Regions from separate parts of the Mus musculus genome. Here all the other regions are linked to region 1. Evidence: chromatin contacts called from public HiChIP or PLAC-seq and promoter capture Hi-C data. All regions are on one chromosome and are shown on one strand. Each heading gives the region's core, a stretch centred on a gene start, on an enhancer-like site or on the middle of the called end of the contact. The rest is flanking DNA. Distances are from core to core; before and after follow the strand shown. Region 1 overlaps Zfp704 (zinc finger protein 704). Region 2 holds the start of Zfand1 (zinc finger, AN1-type domain 1). Region 3 has its middle 20 kb from the start of Gm46832. Region 4 has its middle 8.6 kb from the start of A930014E01Rik.

Region 1 (3,813 bases), core at 1,259-3,758:
GCAGAGAGACATGATGTGATGCTCTTAGGTGTGATGTTCACTGTCAATGAACCTTTCTTTCTGGTACATGAAAGATTTGCGTTTCTGATACAGGTTGTGTGTCCTTCAAGGGGCCCCCAGGGCACTGTAGATATTCAGCTACGTTTTGCTACATGGCCTTGCTGATTAAGGATACTGTTATGCGTGCATTTCTTCTTTGCCTAAGATATTTTATGTTCTGGGACAGCATTTTGAAAGAAAGTAACCCCATTATATGAAGGCATGGTTCTCAGAGCTGCACACTGACTGCATCACTGAGGGGGACAGGAAGCAGCTGGACACCTGCGTTCCTCTGTCAGAGTCGGACTGTGTGAACACTCGGTGTCAAGAGCCACAGGCTTGGAGAAGTTAGCTGTGTGTCTCTCGTCTCTTGGCAGTCTTGTCTGTCCTTCCTCAGACCTGTTCTGTTCTGGGTTAGTCTGAAGTGGTCTGTGTGACCTGAGTTTCAGGAGAGGTGCTGAGAAGAATTGTCTGTGGAAGTCGAGTAGATGAAAATCTCAGACCTGCAGTGACTCACCCAAACTTCTGATGGAATACTTATGGTTTGCTAATTATTACTAATTGATTTTATTTTTAATTAACATTCAATCTCGGCAGCTTATACTGAGTTTGCATGCTTGAACAACAGAGGTGTGCTCCTGCCATTTGCTTTGTATCCACTGAGAGCTCGGGACAGTGAGGGAAGATAAGTTAGCACCAACAACAGAGAGCGAGCAGTTTCCCCTCACACCTCACGGACTGCTGCGCACCGTCTGGCCATAACTGACTTTAGCAGAGCTCAGTTGACAGTCCTACCTTAGATCTGGGTGCCAGTTTCTGTTGCTCTAACACAATAACCCGAGTTAATTTGTAAAGAAAAAAGGTCAGTGCAGGGTCAGCTGGCTCCATGCTTTGGGCTGTGGGTGGAGGGTGGGGTGGAGCAGCTCAGATCACCAGCCAGGAAGCAGAAAGGGAAAAGGCAAGATAGATAGATAGATAGATAGATAGATAGATAGATAGATAGATAGATAGATAGGGTCAGCATCTCATAATTCTGTCTGGGGCAGTCTGTGAAGCGGTCTAGCACTCATCCATGGGCTCTGTGTGGGCGGCACCTCCCAGTAGTGCCACCCCGAGCAACCAAGGACTGAAGGCCTCTGTGCATGGATTCCAGGAACAGTTACACCAGAGCAGCCATGAGGGAGGGAACCTGTGAGCAGTTTTAAGTCTGGAGCACCAAGGATATTTTTATTAAGTGCTTTTGTATTGGTCAATGTACAAAATCCAATGCAGGAAAGAAGTATTGTACAGACTTCCCTGGAGCTCTCAGAGTTCATATTTCATGTCAGATGAAGTCACTTCACATTTATACATACTAGTTAGTATTTTCAAGTTTAAGAAGATTTTTAAAAATAAGTAGTCAAGTTAATTTTTTGTTACAATCTTATCATGGAAAGCATGACAGCAGCGCTGTAGATCCATTTGTTCTTTCCTTTTGCGTATTTCTTACACTGGTTAAAGTGACTCTGCCTTAGTGTGGAGGAAGTGCCCAGATCACTAACTACCCACCCTGCTTGGTCCCACCTTCATGGGCAGCCTCACCTGGGCAGACGTTGGGTGGGGAGTGGTCAGGAGACATTTGATTTGTTTGTTTCTGATAATACAGTGTGGTGTTGGAGTGTTTGGAGCCGGCAAGGGAGACCTGCAGCAGTTTGCTCTAGGCTGCATGCCTCTGTGCCTTTGTATGCCATTTCTCTTCCTTGTGGTGGACCTGCATCATGCTGGAGAGCAAGGGCCTGCCCTGGGAGGGGTGCAGAGGCTCTGCGGGTCTTCACAGCTTTTCCCATCAGCTCTGTAGCAAGTTTGGGGCTTAACTGTTCTCTGGGGTTACTCTGCCTGGGAAAGTTGACAGCCCTAGCATGAATTGTATTTTTTTGTTTGTTTGTTTTTTCAAGACAGGGTTTCTCTGTGTAGTCCTGGCTGTCCTGGAACTTACCAGGCTGGCCTCGAACTCAGAAATTCGCCTGCCTCTGCCTCCCAAGTGCTGGGATTAAAGGCGTGCGCCACAGCTGGTGTTATTTTTTAAAATTCTAAAACATTGTGGCCTCTGTTTCATTGCTTCCTTCTTTAGCAAATGCTCCCTTAGAGAGTGAAATATATTTTCCTCTTTAGAGTGGGGGAGGGAAAACCTTCTTCATAGCTACATCCGTCCCTGCTGCTTTTGCGGAAAGATTGATATTTGACACAGAAAGGCATCAACAATGAAAGCTACATTTAACTTCGGTTGTTTGGACTGAGCCCTGGAACAAGACCAAACCGGTTTCTCTGTCAGTGTGTGTGTGTGTGTGTGTGTGTGTGTGTTGTCTGAGTGGCACTAAGCCCAGAAACATGTTTGCATTGCCAAGAGATGGCTCTCAATACAGTGTGTGGTGGGGAAGACTGCTTCCTCGCGCCGGCAGTTGGTGTGCTCTGTGCTCTGTGCTCGCCGCCCTCCAGGAGGAGGTTTGGCTGGGCTGCAGGCTGCACTGAGGAAAGTAGAAACAGGAGCCCGGGCAGGTTGGCTTTGCACACGCGGCGGCTCCAGCCAAAGAATGCAGATCAACCTTGCTGGCTGTTTTGATTTTTTCAGATTTAGGAGTGTAATTAAACACACAGCAGTGGCCAGCTTTGAGGGACTGGGAAAGAAGCACTGTACGGGTGGTGTTTAAACACAGACTGTTTATAAAGGTGTGAAAACACCCCTGCGATGCTTTGTGTTAGCTCGCCTCCCAGCCAGCTGTGAAATCTGAGCCCGTCTCACCTGTCCTGCAGACAGCGGCCTGCTCTTTACCAGTTTAAATCTTCTCCAAGTTGAACAGCAAGGGGCCGGTGGGGCCTGTGGGGCCTGTTTGAGAGCACTGAATTTAAAGATTGCTTTCGCCAGAAGCAGAGCCGGGAGCCACAAAGAAGGAGGTTCAAACCCCCTGCTGTGCTCTTGCCTTTAGCAATTAAGTAAAGTAGACTCTGAAACCTCAGCTCCTAAACCCGACTGCCCCGAGGGGAGGGACGGAGGGAGCTGCTTTGATTGTTGTTTTGGTCGAGGTTTTTGGTATAGGTTTGCCTTATCTCAGTTTGTTTCTTCTTTTTATCTTTTTTCCTTGGCAGTGAAAGTAAAGTGACACGTTTGCAGATTAATGTTGTTTTGATTTTTATGATAAAAGCTTCCTATGCCTCAGAAAATACTGCAAAGTAGCCAGGCCACATTCCATAATGAAATCATCTGTGCTGGATGTATTACTGAGGAGCAGTTAAACTCAGCATGGAGTTGGTTCTAAACCTCCAGGCTTCATAACAAGAGACTATAACTTAGGAACAAAGCTGCATTGCAGTCCAGAAACAAACAGTGACGTGTGATGGTTGAGCAAAAACTTACAGTTCTGACCTCAAAGGGAGAAAGCTTATTCTGTAGACAAATATGAATGAGCGTGGCCCGAGGACACATTTAGGTTACCTCAAATTACTTGTTCTCACACGGAAGCAGTTTAACAAAGCCTTTGTACTAACAGAACAAAGCCATAAATCAAGACACCTTTCACAGACATTGCTGGGGACATTAGGTGGGCAGGTTGAAGCAGAGTGGAGGTACTTCTGCTGGAGGCCTCCCACCTTACGTAATGACACTGTTAGCCTTTTGGTTGGTGTCTTAGTTGGGGTTTCTAGTGCTGTGAAGAGACACCATGACCACAGCAACTCTTATAAAGGAAACCATTTACTTGGGTCTGGCTCACAGTTCAGAGTTAGCCCATTATCATCACA
Region 2 (3,939 bases), core at 222-2,721, 830 kb before region 1:
CTAAACTTTAGTCTTGGGCTGCTATGAGATCTCCAAGAGCTGAAAAAGAAATGTTCTGATTGGATTGGTGGGATATATATTTGCCATCTATTTAGAACATTCAGTCACGGTAACATTCTAGAAAATCTACTGTTGCTTGACTGTACCAACATTAGTAAAACGTAAGTTGCTGAGCCTTAGATTCAAGAAATCGCAAGGGCTGGGAGTTAGCTCTCTGAAAAAACTGTTTGCTGCCCAAGCCTGTGGTGTCTGTTCGAATATCCAGAATGCACTGAAAAAGTATGGTGTGTGGCAATTGTATTCACTTTACTCTTCAGGAGAGCATTTGAGTACCCTTAAGTCACATGGGAGACTATTCAGGTCTGCAGCTGATTGTCACTCATCCACTCTGATTGTGTCCAGTGTCTTGTCAGTAGAAAGACATCCCTTCCTACCCCACCTACAAGGCAAGGCCTCCCCTTAGTTCTAATGAAGAGGCTCGTCAGACATCAAACAGCTCCCTTCATCCTATGACCTAGGAGCTTGCCTCTGCAGTGTGCTCTCCTAACCGAGGAGCGATGTACACTTTAGTTGCATGTATTTTTTTTTTTCCTTACTAGAATTTTAACAAATAATTAAAAGAAGCCTTTAAATTAAAAACAAAAGCCTAATGCTTTCATGGTGAGGGCATTTACTTCAAACTAAAACATCAAGACAATATAGTAATCAGTGTCCCGGTACCTCTCTTGATTGCTATAACATTTTTTTTTTTTGCTAGCATTCTTTTTTTTTTAATTAGGTATTTTCTTCAATTACATTTCCAATGCTATCCCAAAAGTCCCCCATGCCCTCCCCCCACTCTCCTACCCACCCACTCCCACTTCTTGGCCCTGGCGTTCCCCTGTACTGGGGCATATAAAGTTTGCAAGACCAAGGGGCCTCTCTTCCCAATGATGACCGACTAGGCCATCTTCTGCTACATATACATGAGCTCTGGGGGTACTGGTTAGTTCATATTGTTGTTCTACCTATAGGGTTGCAGACTCCTTTAGCTCCTTCTTGCCAGGTCTTTGTTGGCTCCTGGGAATACAGTTACTTAAGAAATCAAGAAATCTTCGTGAGGGAGTTCTCAATTTTGGAGACTCAATGTAGAGAACAGCGAGTGCAGTTTCCAAAAGAGGAGCTAGGTTTTTCTCAAATTTGAGCCCGAGAACCTCAGCTACAAGAATTGAGTTCTACTAAGTCTCTTCTCTTTCTGGAGAGTGCTGGAACCTCCAGGAAGCGCGCAAGTGTCTTCAAGGCCCCGCCTCTCCTGTGGGCCCCGCCCCGCATGCTCGCCTCGCCCCATCGCGGAGTCCCGCCCCACCCCACCGGGGGTCCCGCCCCCGAAAGCCCCGCCTTGCCCCACTACAGGCCCCACCCACCTCACAGGACGCCCCGCCCTCGGTCCTGCCCGCTCCGGACTGACGTTCCCAGCGCTGCCCCGCCCCCTGCCCTTGCGGCGGTGGAAAGATGGCGGAGTTGGACATTGGGCAGCACTGCCAGGTGCAGCACTGCCGGCAGCGAGGTGACGCTGGAAGCCCCATTTTCATCCGCGGGAGACCTGGGCCGGGTTCTGACGGCCGGGGCGGTGGCGGCGGGTGAGGGAGGACGCGGGGCGTGAGCGACCTTCCAGGGTGATACTGGTGGTGTCTTTGTTACTGTTCCTCGGTGTAGGGGCGAACTTTGTGGCTCCCTTGGTTTGCACGCAGATCCCGAATGCACACCTTGCAGACTCCTCGGGGTATCCAGATGGCCTTGCTCAAGAAGCCCTGGTCGGCGAAGCGACTTAGATCAGGACTCCAGTTCCCCTCGGTCCTTACCATTGCCACCGTGGAGCATCCACTTTCCCAGGCTTTTTCTTGATTGATTTTTTATTTTTTTGTCTGACAAATGCGTTGAAGAGCATCAGTTTTCAGCAGTGTGTTCGCAGGTTTTTAGACGTCTTGGTGTTTCTAATATTAACTTAAGCTATTAGTTGCAGATCAGTAAACCACATTTTAGGAAGGTTTAATAAATACTATGGTAATGGTAGACCTTGTCATAAACATAGGCCCTGGTGGTATGCGTCAAAGTTCAGGGTGTTTAGACTCCTATAGCCGGCAAGTCCTTAAAGCGTCAGGCTCACAGTCTGTTAGATCGCACTCCAAATGTGAGCAGAGGGTTTCCTCATGCTGCAGCTTCTGTTAGTTCCTAACAAGGTCTTGAATGCAGCTCTTGGGTTTGGCCTGGATTCCTGCAGTAGGTGATGCCTGCACTAAGCAAAGGCAAGACAGGACGTGTTGTTGTATATGTCCTTTACCATTCACTCAGCAGATCAATTTTGTTTTTGTTTTTTGGTTTTTTTTCCCCATGTAGTCCTTTCCTAGGGAAGCTTGGCTATTTGAATTTGACTGTTAAGTTATATACATCTTGTCAGGTTGATTTACTAGTATGTCTAAATATATCTACCATCTGTGATATAGCTCATCCTTTCCAGTTTCACATATCTGTAGTGTTATTAAGATGAGGCCTATCTCTTGGACTAGCAGAAAGGGGGTGCAGTTAAGTAGGGATATGTGATGCTAAGAAATTATTTTAATCATAACTCTTCCTCCTGGGCTACCTTGAATGGCATATAATACTTGCTTGAACCCTCTAAGTCTCAAAATAGCAAACACAACCAATTTTTCCCATTGAAAGTGACATAATGGGCCAGTGACAAAGTCTGTAATCCAAACCTCGGCGTGTGTCTCAGACAGGAGCATGGCTGTAGGCAGGACCCTCATTCAGAGGCACTAGCCAGGAGTAAGACAGACCCTGCCTCAAAATCACAGTGGGAAGAGAGAACTGATTCCCGAAAAGTTATCCTCCACCCTCCATTTGTGTCAAACAAGAAAACACAACACACACACACAATAATAAGAAAAATAAATCTAAAAAAGTATAAAAATTCTGCAGATTATGTGTTTGAGTTTACATATTGACACATATCTCTAATTTCTTGGCATGAAATTGAAGCTCACAGTATTATGATTCGTTTAATAACAATAGTGATAGCTCACTAGGCGCTTCTCATTCTAGGAAAACATTCGGGCCCTTAGTCTGCAAGCATGATTACCTAGGGGGACCCTCTTGGCATTTTGGATTAAGATACCCTACAAGGTATCTTTTCTGGACTATTAAAGTTCTCTGTAAAGGACTGAGCAGTACTGTCTGGTTGCCATTGTGAAAGCAGTGTGACTGGGTTTGTGTAGCTTATGTGGCCACTTGCTGGGATTCATATATGAGATAGATTGAAGTCAGTTAGAAAGTGACTGAGCCAGGTATGGGGGCTCATACTGTATTTCCAGCACTCTAGAGTCTGAAAAAGGGGGAATGAGGAGTTTAGAGGCCAGCCTTGGCCATATGAGACCTGTGTCAAACAGAAAATAAACACAAAAAAGTGATTGTTTTTAATAATTAGTTTCTATAACTGAGGATTGATACTTGTGTGAACTTTACAAAGTATATGTATATAGACAGCATTAGTATGAATTAACTAATAAGGAATTATAGATATAAGTGAGATTGATACATACACATATATCTATGTGAGAGAGAGAAACATATATACAGCATATACTACATGTATATCTGCGGCTTTATTATTAAGTAAACTACTTACTATTGCTAGATTGATGTTAAATGGTGTCAGAATTAAAACCCAGAATTTTGACACCAAATGCATACATTCTGCAGCACACTGTTCTAAAAAAAAAAAAAAAATACCTAGTAAATCTTGGAAACAAAACAATGGAGAAAAATACCACCATTGTTTTTTTGTTTTGTTTTGTTTTAACAAAGTTACTAAGTAACATCTACCTCCCATTGATTGAGCCACTTTCCTAGAGTTGGAGATTTGGTACTTTTTGGTTAATAATGATTACATAGTAATGATAT
Region 3 (3,788 bases), core at 113-2,612, 510 kb after region 1:
AGGGTCAACTTCCTCTCATGTTTTCTACACTCTGTGTTTCTTTGTGGCATGTCTCAGCTTCTAGTCAGAGGGGACTCCTTTGTTTTGTTTTGTTTTTTGTTGTTGTTGTTGTTTTTAATTTGCTTTTTGCCTAGAGCTGGGACTCCTGGCATGTACCACTATGCCTGGCTCTTTAGATTGGGCCTACGAAATAATTTAGGCAAAATTCCTTAGCTTAGTTTCCCTGTTTCAGCATCTCTGGCTTTACCTTATAAAGTTGTTTTTCCTGTCACAGGGTCTGAAGATTAGGACACACACACACACACACACACACACATGCACTCAACATATTTATATGCAACACATATATGCAATATATACATTTGTTTTTATTTATTTATTTACTTTTGAGGCAGAGTCTCTCTATGTAGCTCTGGAGCTCTGGCTGTCCTGGAACTCACTTTGTAGACAAGGCTGGCCACTGCTTCTTTAGTGATAGGATTAAGGTGTACAGCGCTGCTGCCTGGCAGGATTCACATATTTTTGTGCATCTTTGCTGTGCAAGGGGACACACACACACTGAGTTATGCACCAACCAAAGAATGTTTTTCATCTTGAATGTAACAGTGACAACTTCAAAAGTCCATTTTTTTCCTTCAATATGTATAGTTGTTTTCCCTTGTGAATTATTATTTTTCTAATTGTTACTTTTGTCTGTGTGCCTCCCACATCTCTCTTCCTTACCGCCTTTTTGGGGAAGAAGGGACTGCCCACTTCCTGTTAGCCCTTCAGCTCATCCTTTTGCTTTTTCCCCATTCTCGAGACAGAGCCTCAGATAGCCTAGGCTGGCCTGGATAATCTTGACCTTGTGATTCTCCCGCTCCTATCCTGATCCCTTGAGTATTTAAGGTGTGCACTACACGCCTGGGTTTATCCTTGTTTTTTGTTTGTTTTCTTTTCTTTTTTGAACTCTCTTTTGTACCACCAACTCCTGATGCTTGTTTGTGAATGTGCATGGCCTCCTCCCCTGCCCGCTTCCCAGTGCTCAGCCCTGGGAGATCAATTAGCATCACTTAACTTTGTGTACTCTTTGTCCTTGTGGACTTGTCACCTGACTGTAACTTTAGTAGCCTTGGGGAGGAGTAAGCATGGATATAAGTTGGGAAGAGAACTTAAAACCAGTGAACTCTCCAAAGAATGGATTTTATGGTATATAAATTTTATGTCAGTAGAGTACATTTTAAATACTTTTGGTATGTGGTGGTTTTATCGTAAAGCATGACCACAGATTTTAGAGATGAGGAGATTGAACCAGAGACATTTCAGTGAGAGGCCCAGGATAGTGATGGCCAGTGCTGATTCAGCTACATAGTAACAGTATTGTAGCGTTGCCTTTGAGCGAGCAGTGGCCATGCTGGGTATTCAGCACTGCTCCTGTTCTTGTGGTCCTAGCCTAGCCTATTTGCAGGCAACTGGAACTTATACTTAGGAAAGCTGAGCTTGCCGGGTGTGTGTGTGTGTGTGTGTATGTGTGTGTGTGGTGGTGGTGGTGGCGCATGCCTTTAATCCCAGCACTCGGGAATCAGAAGCAGGCAGATTTCTGAGTTCAAGGCCAGCCTGGTCTACAGAGTGAGTTCCAGGACAGCCAGGGCTATAAAGAGAAACCCTGTCTTGAAAAAAACAAAAACAAAACAAAAGCAAAACCAAAAAACCAATATTATCAATGATTCTAAGATAGTGATGATATTTATGCTCTGGGTTGTCTTCAGGATAGATGGGAAAAATGAGACCCCTTGACAGCAGCAACAGCAGATGCTCAGGAGAAAGGGGGCTGCGCTGCTTCTGTGTTTTCTTCCTTCCCAGCCCTCATAACGTAGCTTGATAAATGCCCAGAATGCAGAGTGGCTTAAAAACATACAAGGGGAGTTAAGTGGTCTATAGCTTTTATCAACATAGCCCAGATCAATGCGGTGAGAGCATTTCCCGTTCCTCCTTAGGGATTGCACGTCAAACCTCCATTACTGTTAAGTACTCTTCCCAGGCAATACCTGTTTCTGTACATTTCTAACTTCTTCATTTCATCTCCACCGTCTTTTATACACCTGTGAGGATATAAGAGATAGCTATAATATTGCCTTAAGCAATCCAGTGTTAATACACGACACTAAATTGATCTCTTTCCAAAGTCAGTCTTGACTTCTTGGGCCTCTTAGCCCTTTAGCGCCTTGAATTTTCACGTCCATGCAGGGAAGGCTGGTCTTCTGGATTATGATGACTTCCAGACTGTGCTTTGAGCTGCCTCTTGATTAGCCAGCAAGTCAGAACTGCCCTGGGGTCAGCACACTTAGCAAATAAAAATATTTAGGATGCCTAAGAATTTTGGGTGAATAATGAAAACAAAATTCAGTAAAATATATTGCAATATTATGGGGGAATAAGCTAGTAGTAAAACAAACAAACACACTTGTTATGTATTTGAAATTTAAATTGAAGTAGGTGTCCTGTATTTTATCTGGCAACTCTAGGTCTCCTGAAAGACCACAGCCCGGGCTCCTAGCTTTAGAAAACAACTGCAGTGTGTGTGGGGAAGGAGGCCTCACTATCAAACAGATGCCTCTGTTCACACTGTACCCTTTCTCTAGACCCATGAGCCTCTGCAGGCATGCATTATGAAAGCTCCTGCTTTGGCAGGCTTCCATACATTGTCAGGGCTTTTGGCCTCTTTCCCAGGATAAACTTTTCGATGGCTACTCTTGGTTGGAAGTGTGGTCAAGGAGTAGCTGATGCTCTAATGCAGAGTCAAGGAGAGAAGCAGAGAAAGCCAGCATCTGCGTTACTACCTGTTTCCCCGTCCATACCCCAGACTCAGGGCTGCCACTTCAGGAAGCTTCCAATGTCTTCTACTTGGTGTGATTTTTGCTGGCTGTCAGTTTAGGGAGGTATGCATGATAGGGCAGAATACCACATTCCCCCTTCCTCCCTCCCTCCCTTCCCTTCTCCCTCCCTCCCTCCCTCCCTTCCTTCCCCCATTATTTATTTGTTTAGTGACTGGGCCAGAGAACAAACCTAGTGTCTTCTGCAGGCTAAAATTGCCATACCATACATCTATACCTTCTTTCCTCTTCTCTTCAATACTTGTGCTTGCTTCAGTTAATGTTTTGGGAAACTAATCTACTGTTTCTTATAAATTCATTAATGGTTCAGCTTATAGAAGTACCCACCTGGATGCTGTGGTTTCCTGTCTGTAGTCCTGGCTACTTGTGTGGCTGCTAACAGAAGATTATGAGGCCAGCCTAATGTCTTAGGGTTTTCATTGCTGTGAGGAGACACCATGACTGAGAACTCCTATAAAGACGACATTTAACTGGGGTTGGCTTATGGGGTCAGAGGTTCAGTTCATTATCATCAAGGCAGGAACATGGCAATGTTCAGGCATGGTGTAGGAGGAGCCGAGAGTTCTACATTTTCATCTGAAGGCTGATAGGAAAAGACTGGCTCCCACATGGTTTAGGAGAGGGTCTCTCAAAGCCCACCCCCATAGTGATATGCTTCCTCCAACAAGGCCACACCTCCTAACAGTGCCACTCCTGGGCCAAGCATATTCAAACCACCACACCTAGGCCTCATATTTATAAATCCCAGGGCTTCATGTACACTAGGCAAGCACTCTACCAATTAAGTTACATCTCTAACTCCTTGTCTCCTTGAGACAGGGTCTCACATCTAACTATCTATCCCAATGTGAGCAGACCACCTGATCTTCCTGCCTCTATCTTGCAAGCACTGTGACTGCAGCTGTGTACCACCAC
Region 4 (3,649 bases), core at 64-2,563, 790 kb before region 1:
AGTGAGCCAGCATGTTCCAGGCCGGAGTGTTGTAGACTATCTGTATTTTCTTTTTCCCAAGTAATACTGTCCGGTAGCTAAGATCAACATTTGTCTCCCAGAAATAACTGATTTCTTTCTTTCTTTCTTTCTTTCTTTCTTTCTTTCTTTCTTTCTTTCTTTCTTTCTTTCTTTCTTTCTTTCTTTCTTTCTTTCTCTTTCTCTCTCTCTCTCTCTCTCTCTCTCTCTCTCTCTCTCTCTCTCTCCCCCTCCCTCCCTCCCTCCCTCCCTCCCTTCCTTCCTTCCTTCCTTTCTTCCTTTCTTTTTCTAGACAGGGTTTCTCTGGATATCCCTGGCTGTCCTGGAACTCACTTTGTAGACCAGGCTGGCCTTGAACTCAGAAATCGCCTGCCTCTGCCTCCCAAGTGCTGAGATTAAAGGTGTGCGCCACCACCGCCTAGCTTTGATTTCTTACAAGTCTAGATTATGTATCCCCCTGACTCTCCCTCCACAAAGCAAGAGTTGTGTGGTACCCTTTGAAACCTTCCTGTAAAAATGTTGCTGGGTCAGCTCTTTGCTTGGGTGGCTGGTGGTGGTGGGGATTTAATTAACTTTTTTAAGTTCCAAAAATGAACACTAGATGGCAGACAACTCACAGGGAATCGTGGTATTGTTCCAGCATGCTTATTTCTGCTCTGTTTTATATCTCATTCAAATAATAACAAGCCAACCTTTGACATTAATACAGTATTCAAGCCAGTAGTGCTGGTGGGTATAGTGCTGGTGGTATGGGTGCCTAGCAAATGTCAGGCCCTGAGTTTGATCCTCCATCCCTGTAAAATTAATTTTTTTTTAAGATTTATTTATTTATTATATGTAAGTAAGTACACTGTATCTGTCTTCAGACACTCCAGAAGAGGGGGTCAGATCTTGTTACAGATGGTTGTGAGCCACCATGTGGTTGCTGGGATTTGAACTCTGGACCTTCGGAAGAACAGTCGGGTGCTCTTACCCACTGAGCCATCTCACCAGCCCCTAAATTAAATTTTAAAAAATAAATAACACAAGGGAAATCTTTCTGAATTGTGCTCACATTCCCTTAACCAGAGCTGGGGTACCCATATATGTGATTCATTTTTTAAGGTAGTTAATTTTTCATGAACATATGCAAAATACAATAGCTGTCCTTTGTTATCGTATTGAGAATAGTTTCCCCATTAATATATTTTAATATCCCTCCAAAGTAATCGACCCACTTTGGAAAGATTTACAGGGCTAGCTTTCTTTTCTTGGGCCGTTTGTGGCAGCCCCAGCAGTATACAGCAGAGGGCGCTAGTGCACCATGCTCCACCACTTCATGGAAGAATGAGGTGGTGAACACAAAGAATTATACTAAAGAATACTGGAGTAACATCATCATCACTTCTCTGGTCTCATAACATCCAGGCACCCCAGGTCCCACACCGCCAGATGGCTGCAGCTTGCAGAGCCACCCTAGCTGTCGTCAGGGCAGGCAGGCTGTGCAGTGCATCGGGTAGAGTGGGGGTGGGGGTGGGGTAGCAGCAGTGGGGGTGGTGCCTGTGGCTCTTCTACAAGCAGGGGAAGAGCTCTCCTTCCGTGTTTCTTTACTGTCTTCTGTTTTCACATCATACATCAAAATGATCTCTCATGAGGAAGGGCAAGGTCCCCCGTTCTCCTAAAATACAGTCTAAACTTACTAATGTGGACTGCACGGCCATTGAAGATGGTACCTGCACCAGACAGAGGTGGGCTGGATGCTTTTAACCTCAGCAATATACCTTATTTTCTCTTGTAAGCTGTGTTTGGACTTATTTTTATTTTGTTAATTCTAACCTTCACTTTTCATTGTGAGCCCCACCTGAACTCATATTCTACTGACATTCCCGTGTCTAACTTCTGCTTACACATTTTATCTTAGTTTACCTGTTACTTCTTCCAGGAAGCATCACTTCTTCCTCTGAGAGGTCTGCCTTTCTCTGTCAGTTGTAGACTATGTGCTGAGCCCTCACAAGGCCCTGGGTTCAATCCCCGGAAGCCAGAAGAACACTCAAACATGGTGAGGTATGTGTGTAATTCCAGCTGTGAGGAGGTATGCTACATCCACTCCAATAGTGACAAGCCTGGGTGCTGTCCCGAGGCGAAAAGTTCACAGAAACTTAGTCTCCTGGAACCGTGGCATCCTGTATAACGAATGCTCCAATGTCCTTGCTTTAGTTGGTAAATGGATCTGTGTGCTTTCCCTTAATATTGCTTAATTACAAGTGCTCCTAAGGATTGATATTTTGACATATAGCTAAGTTAGATTCTAGGCAGTCCTTGATCCGACCTTGGGCATGAATAGCTAAGTCACTGCCCTACACAGAAATTTACCATTATCTAGGAAGATGGAAGTTTGTGACCTAAAGAGGAACCAGAGTAGATACTTAGAACTATAGATAGCTGAGTTACACCCATACACAGGTATTTACAATGGCCTAGGGGGAAGGTGGACTATACAATAGACTAGAGTAGGAACTATGGCAAGGGCACGAAGCCCTTGCCCCTGGCTTCTAAGATTAAGCTGACCTTAGGTGGGGCTGCCTTTGATTCCCAGTTGTTGACATTGAATTTTATCCCAGTTGGTTCCTGCCAGTCCTTCCCTGTTTGCATTCCTCTGTTTTGTGTAAGAATCCAGTAACCTCTTTGTACCTTGTTGGTGTGTCACCTAACTTCCCTATTTTCTTCTGTATAAAAAGTTTGATGCTGGATTTGACAAATTACATTCAGATCCAGCACACTCTCTCGTTCTGTGTCTGTCTGTCAATTCCCGCCGACTCTATGCCCGTCTGTCTGAACCCCTGATTCCCACGAATTGAGGGGGGCCTACTGGGCCCGGTCGGTGGCAGAGGTCGAGGCAGGAGGAGCAGGGAGTCAGGGTTATTCTTTATCGTATGTGTATGTAGCAAGTGTGGGGTCACCTGGGATATAGGAAACCCTGTCTTAGAAAAAGAAAGAGCTGGGTGTGGTGGGAGGCAGAGGCAGGTGGATTTCTGAGTTTGAGGCCAGAGTGAGTTCCAGGACATCCAAGGGTACACAGAGAAACCCTGTCTCGGAAAAAAAACCAAAAAACAAAAAAAGGAAGGAAGGAAGGGAGAAAGAAGTACAGAAGCCCATGTATAGCGCTTCTGGCACTGCAATTCTGATTGTCTCTGATTTGTGACTGTTTACACATTGCCACAGTTGCTTATTTGCATTCTCGTTATCTAAACACAGTTCTTGGAAAACACCAAAACTCTCAGTGTTTGTTGACTAGGAAGGGCTTCAGCCTTTAATGGTATCTCTTATGCCTTCTAAGACTTGAGATCAGAAATTTTAAGCATGCCAGCAAACTTGTTTGCTTAGAATTCCAAATTGTCCCTCTCCCAGAAACACTAAGACCATGATGCCATTTAGTGCTCTATATGTAAAAACTCCAAAGCCAACAAAGCCTTATGGGAACCTCCAGAGCCTTGCAGATCACTTCAGCTTCAAAGTGAGAGGCAGGAGATGTAAAGATGATAACAATCTCTCTCTTCTGCTACAAAACTGAAGCACACTATGTGACTGTGTAACATTCATGGATACTGAGAATTTCTCTACACCAGAACTTTGGGTGATCAGGACCCTAAAA

The links. Promoter capture Hi-C pulls out the DNA fragments that hold promoters and counts their contacts. HiChIP or PLAC-seq counts read pairs in DNA pulled down with a chosen protein or histone mark.
Region 2: a promoter capture Hi-C map of liver shows a contact between it and region 1, with 2.1 times the contacts expected there. The contact joins the promoter of Zfand1 here to the enhancer-like site in region 1. A contact is called at or near these places in 3 of 39 promoter capture datasets (embryonic stem cells, liver and neutrophils) and 1 of 484 Hi-C or Micro-C datasets (embryonic stem cells).
Region 3: a contact with region 1 is called in an H3K27ac HiChIP or PLAC-seq map of epiblast stem cells, with 3 times the contacts expected there. The contact joins two enhancer-like sites. A contact is called at or near these places in 1 of 484 Hi-C or Micro-C datasets (embryonic stem cells), 3 of 115 datasets of contacts at active chromatin or transcription factors (embryonic stem cells, epiblast stem cells and pancreatic cancer cells) and 1 of 9 other capture datasets (macrophages).
Region 4: a contact with region 1 is called in an H3K27ac HiChIP or PLAC-seq map of embryonic stem cells, with 4 times the contacts expected there. The contact joins two enhancer-like sites. A contact is called at or near these places in 3 of 39 promoter capture datasets (the C10 cell line, the HPC-7 cell line and frontonasal cranial neural crest) and 2 of 115 datasets of contacts at active chromatin or transcription factors (astrocytes and embryonic stem cells).

Annotation. Positions count from the first base shown.
Region 1 is chr3:9,519,271-9,523,083 of GRCm38.p6, reverse strand. The region is part of intron 2 of Zfp704 (zinc finger protein 704); the gene reads left to right. Among named protein-coding and RNA genes, the nearest start is that of Zfp704, 89 kb to the left of the region's middle. Within about 2 kb of position 2,508, at least 163 of the 459 cell types and tissues checked have an H3K27ac peak or open chromatin away from gene starts, as enhancers often do. A contact at or near this core is called in embryonic stem cells, epiblast stem cells and liver, where this site is marked.
Region 2 is chr3:10,348,849-10,352,787 of GRCm38.p6, reverse strand. Zfand1 (zinc finger, AN1-type domain 1) reads left to right here and starts at 1,471. Exons shown (of 8, transcript NM_025512.3): 1 at 1,471-1,546. The coding sequence starts at 1,492.
Region 3 is chr3:9,006,040-9,009,827 of GRCm38.p6, reverse strand. No RefSeq gene overlaps it. Among named protein-coding and RNA genes, the nearest start is that of Gm46832, 20 kb to the left of the region's middle. Within about 2 kb of position 1,362, at least 14 of the 459 cell types and tissues checked have an H3K27ac peak or open chromatin away from gene starts, as enhancers often do. A contact at or near this core is called in embryonic stem cells and epiblast stem cells, where this site is marked.
Region 4 is chr3:10,304,760-10,308,408 of GRCm38.p6, reverse strand. No RefSeq gene overlaps it. Among named protein-coding and RNA genes, the nearest start is that of A930014E01Rik, 8.6 kb to the right of the region's middle. Within about 2 kb of position 1,313, at least 31 of the 459 cell types and tissues checked have an H3K27ac peak or open chromatin away from gene starts, as enhancers often do. A contact at or near this core is called in embryonic stem cells, where this site is marked.